Linked DNA regions of Triticum aestivum: region 1 is linked to region 2. A link is a contact called in public Hi-C data. All regions are on one chromosome and are shown on one strand. The core of a region is the stretch at or near the end of the contact, and the rest is flanking DNA. Distances in the headings are between cores, read along the strand shown.

Region 1 (2,700 bases), core at 68-2,567, 730 kb before region 2:
AAGAGATAGAATTAACAAACCATCACTCGGCCTCACTAGCGTTGTTCGGGCCAAGTAGGGTAATAAAATCAGCAACAATTTTCAGGCCAGAAAAGCCAGCTCGCTAGCCATCGATGTCGACACATCCCACCAATGCAATGCAACCACCCGAGATGGATCGAGCTAGCTTAGACCGATAGATTACCCATACTGCAGGGCAACTGGTCGACGCACGCCAAGATGATGGACGTCCATTTCTACACCAATAGCTTAGTATATATCGCGCGTATCTTCTTTTTCTCGGGCTGATGGCGGATGGGTGTTTCGTGTACGCCTACCTAGCAGGACCGGTGTTAGGGCGGTGCTAAAGCGAAAGCGATCGACATGATGCTGACCGGTGTGCACTGCACCAGCACCGGAGGGGAAAGTAGATGGAATTTCTCCTCCATTCCCGCCGCGTGGTACGCAGCTACACTTGTTCAGCCGTTTCCACGGACAAGAACGAGCAGCACTTTACACGGTTCCACCCGGTGGATTGTGGTGCTGTTCGCTGACAAGCCAGCGGAGAATTGTTCATGATCAAAGTGTGTTGTGGATCACTGGTTAACTCGTAGGACATGTATGGTCAATCGATCTACCTAGACCAGTCACCAGCGTAAGTAGAGTTGATTTCTAGGCTTAGTCATGTCGAAATATCAAGTGACCCAGCTGATTAATCGATCGAACGAAGCAAGTAAATAAAAGGATCAAACTGGAACAGGGGGGGCTAGGCTGGGGCACGTACGTAGAAGGCGACGACGACGCCGGCGGTGTAGTCGGCCGGCAGCTTAATGGAAGCGCCGAAGAAGCCATGGCGGTAGGCCGACTTGGATATGAACCCAGACCCTGCATCGTCATACTCACTTAGTTTGGAATAATTATCGGGTTCTCGATCGATGGAGCGATCAAATAACTGCCGAAAACCAAATCTACTTTGATCGCGATCAGGGTATGTAAACGGGTATCGGAAATACATACCGTTCCATTGATTGAATTACTCACCGGTGTATCGGTCCAGCTTGAGCGTGACGCTCCGGCCGTCCACCGACCGCACGAGGTTGTCGCCCCCAAAGAGCGGCGCGTACCCGGCATCGAACGGCACCGGCGACGTGTCCAGCGCCGCCGCCGCGGCCGTGGCGAAGACCGCGAGAGCCGCCATGAGAAGAGCACTGGCTGCTGCCATGGCAACTCGCTAGTCCGATCGATCGACGGAGCTCGATCCTGCACGCAGGAGGCAGCCGCGGCTCTATGCGTGTATGTATTTCTGTGTCCGTGTGGCGTGCCTGTGCCGCGCGCGTCGATATATATGCATGTCATCTTATGTTTCCTTTGTCGAGACGATGCGATTGGGCTCAGTTCCTTTTTGGCGGAGCCGCCGGCGGCCTACGCCGACTTGTGGGCCCGGAGTATTATACTATCTCTAATACGAGTAATGCTTATATTTGACCAAACAAAAATGCACTTAATTCTCATACATAATTTTTTTGGACCTATTCTCTTTTTTTAACGGATTTTTTGAACCTATTCTCATGCATCTCTATCGTTCTATTTCCGCAACAAATCATGTGACATCTATCCTGGAGTGAGTTAAAGCGGACGGCCTAATCTAGACGATCCATTTATTCATCTGCTTTAGAGCATCTCCAATAGATGGTCCATATGTAAAAATATCTAACTTTTGAACCGTCTGGGGCAAAAAACGCTGCTCCAATAGACGGTTCATATGAAAAAAAATTGGACCGCGGCCTCCTCGTGATGTAAATACAACACCTCGCGGTGCAAATATACATCACAAGGTGCATCTGGTCCAAAACCAGCAGCCGCCCGCGAACGCCCAACCGCTACTTCATTTCCTTTCCCGCCCGCGCCCGTCCGCCCGCCCGAAGAACAGCCGGCCGGAATCCGCAGCCGCGACCGCCCAAAACCTCACCGTCGGCGCCGCCACCACCCCACATCCCCGCCGCCGCCCTCCGCCGCCGTCGCCTCCCCGCCGCCGTCCGGACGCCGCCGAATCGGGTGGCAGCCGGCGCGGGATTCGGCCCCTCCGACGGTCCGGCTGTAGGCCTCCGCCGGGTCTTATAGGCTGCCGCCGACCTCCTCCCGTCGGCTGTGAGCCTGTCCACGGCCGTTGCGCCGGCCACACGATCGCCGCACCAAGCCCTCCGCCCGGCTGCCGAACTAGTCTGCGCCGCCCGCCGAGCTCCTCTTGGCCGGCCTCCTACCTCATTTCTTATCACCGCCACCGTCCGGAGCCGACCGCAGCCGTCCGCAGCAGCCAATCCAACCGGCGGCCATCTTCTTCCACCGCGCGCACAAGGTGTTCGACGGAATTCCCCAAGGTAAAAAAATGACAAAACTTGATGATTTAACTTGGGATTGGATAGTATGATTGACGGTGGTTGTTTGAATTGTAGATGAGCTCGGTTGACTCCTCTTTCGTGGATGATTCATCGTCGGACGAGGAATTTGATTTGCATGAAGAAGAGGAGATTGCTATGCTAGTGGCCATGCACAAGAGGAAGAAACCGAAGCACGGTGGTTCCGTTTATGGTCGTGCGTTCATTCGGAGAGAACGGATTGATGCGCACAAACGGTTGGTGCACAACTACTTTGCATCATCACCTGTTTTTCCGGAGAATTATTTTCGACGCCGTTTCAAAATGTCGAAAGACTTGTTCTTTC
Region 2 (2,700 bases), core at 192-2,691:
CAACGGCCATCTCAAATGTGGCCAAGGAGGGTAGTACTTGGAGTTCGGATGACCTACTTAGAGGAGATCTATCTCTCTTTTTTGCAACGCTTGATGGGTGAGGTAGCGACAAGTAGTTGTGTGCGGTTCTAGGGCATACGGTGTTATTTTGCGTCCAGAAACGTAAAATTTATTGTTGTAACGCTATGATGGTGGGCTCTTCACCCCTTTCTTCTACTCCCTCCTTACCATATTGTTAGGCATACTAGTTTTAGCACGAAAATTAACGCATCAATCATCGTTAATTGAGCCATCTTAGCAGGAAGCGTCCACGACTCAAAAAACGAGGAGGAAGGCATGCACGACCTCTTGGGACCATCTCCAGGAAATTAGCGATACTCTATAACAACTCCAGAGAGGAAATCGACTGCATGCGTCTTACATATTGAGACTGCATGTAAAAACTAATACGTCTGACAAAATGGGAAGGAGGGAGTATCAATTTATGATACACACTCGTGTGTATTCTAGAAAAAAATCATACAAGACAAAGAAGAAGCAATACTTTGAATTCCAAGCAGTTCATGCACCCAAGGCAACTAGAGCTCAACATAGTCAACTACACTGACTCGATTAAGGTCTTATTGACCAACTAATTGTGTGAAAAGAAAACTGCACCTCCAACGGCGACGAGCTTATAAGAAAATGACTCGAACATCTATATGCTGCCACTTAGAGTCGCGAGTAAATTAAGGGCTAGCCTTTTCAAACGAGCTTCGTTTTCTCTGGTATGGCTGCCGATGACTGGGACAGAAATAGTCTTGAAAGTACGCAGCCTCGACGAGAGCATACTTACTTAATTACATGTGGTATGTATCGTATAGATACATACTACGTCGGTTGATAGATAGGTTCGTGAAACATGCAGTGCAATTGCGATGTATACCCAAGCCATAAGAAAATCAAATCGGAGGCCAACACGAAGTTCCATCAGGAGCACGTCACCCCGTACTCGACATGAACGAACCCCAATAATGCACGCAACCGGTCCGGACGTAAAAAAAACTAGTGCTAGACGGCGAATATCTGGCATCACGGACGGACGGACGGCTGCGGGCGGGGCAGAGAACGTTGACCGCGGGTGTGAACCGTCCGATCGCTGGATGTCGGCATCACGGCGTCCCCATTTTGCTTACGGCCCAAGAAAAATCGTTCCGGCCACGCAACTTGGCATCCAAGTTTAGCGCACCCCGCCCCACCGCCAGGCGGGCCCGACCCGCACCAGGACCCGCGTGTCGGCCGCGGAGGCGGTGGGTGGAGCACAATAAGGTCGCAAGTGGGCACGACAAAGGCGTGGACCCGCGTTATTTCTCCGCCCAATAATATTTCCCCCACCGCCGCACGGCTCCTCTACCCCCGACCTTCCTCTCGCCTTTGGCCCCGCCCCCGCCCCCGCCCCCTTGCCGCCGCCGCAGCGATTCTCCGAGCCGAGTCCTTTGCTTTGACCAGCCACGTATCGCCGCCGGCCGAGGGAGCGTCTTCGGCGGGGTAGCTCCGGCAATCGCAGCCGGGGGATAAAGTGGGCTCCGTAGGGGAGTCCTAGGGGGGGGTGACAGGGGGTTAGATCGGGCAAGATGAACCGCTCAATATCCTACGCCGTGACCCCTGCTGATGCTGCCGCTAACCCTAGGTAAGCGTCGGTCGGTGAATCGATCGATTCGGCTCGCCCCGTGCATGGATCTACGCGACCCGCCCGATTGTTAGGCCGTGTGTGATAATTTTATATCTGTATATGTTCGATCTGGTGTATTTTCTTTTGTGAGAATTAGCTAGGCTTTTTTGTTCGGTTTCGATCATCTCTGGCACCGGGAAGCTGGTTGTTGACTGCTAAAGTTGTAGATTTAGGATTTACGTAGTGGATTCCGTGCACCCTTGACTCGCTAAATATTAAAAATTCCATCTTTGTTGTGAATTTCGCGTTAGCTTATCTCCATCTTGTTTGTGTGGTGAGGAACTAGTTATTTTCATCACAACTTTGCTAGATTCAACTTGAGACATCATTTGCCTTTTACTTCATGTAATTTCCTGATTAGGCCAGCTGTTTCAAATAATATTTGGCTTACGAAGCATATTTTCGTGCGCAGGTGAATACATGATAGTTCTGCGTCGTAATCGTAATATCTGAGCCCCGTTATTAACGCAATAGATTTTTTCAAGCCATATATCCTGTGATTTTCTCATTAGGCCAGCTGTTTCAAATATTTGGTCAACGAAGCGTTTTTCGCGCTTAGATGAATATGTGTTTGTTTGGGGTGATAATTATAAATTTTGAGCCCAATTAATGCAGTAGGTTTTTTAAAGCCCTGTTCTCCTGATTAGGCAAGCTGTTTCAAATATTTGGTTTACGAAGCATAATTTTCGCGCGCAAATGAATACATGATAGTTCCGGGTGATAATTGTAATTTCTGAGCCCATTAATGCAATAGCTGTCTCAAGCGCGCTATATATGACTGAACTCTTGTGCTCACACCCTTCAACAAATGGCGGCTTCTGCATATGAGGACTTTATGGGTGCAAATCAATAGATAATTCCATATTGAAGTATTTTGCTTTTTATTTTATTTTATCTAGTTCGTTGTTTGTCGTGCTTATGTAACATGATAGTTTTGGGGAATTTACTCGTATGTTTAGCTGCCGACAGAGTACTGAGATCTTTGATTT

Evidence for each region. A called contact is a pair of places that touch in the nucleus more often than the background predicts.
Region 1: a contact with region 2 is called in a Hi-C map of leaf, with 7 times the contacts expected there. The contact joins the promoter of LOC123181492 here to the promoter of LOC123181490 in region 2. A contact is called at or near these places in 2 of 5 Hi-C or Micro-C datasets (both in leaf) and 1 of 1 datasets of contacts at active chromatin or transcription factors (leaf).

Annotation. Positions count from the first base shown.
Region 1 is chr1D:284,791,840-284,794,539 of IWGSC CS RefSeq v2.1, reverse strand. It overlaps LOC123181492 (probable xyloglucan endotransglucosylase/hydrolase protein 29), which reads right to left and starts at 1,317. Exons shown (of 4, transcript XR_006491750.1): 1 at 1,021-1,317; 2 at 764-864.
Region 2 is chr1D:284,057,967-284,060,666 of IWGSC CS RefSeq v2.1, reverse strand. It overlaps LOC123181490 (inactive poly [ADP-ribose] polymerase RCD1), which reads left to right and starts at 1,441. Exons shown (of 7, transcript XM_044593756.1): 1 at 1,441-1,669.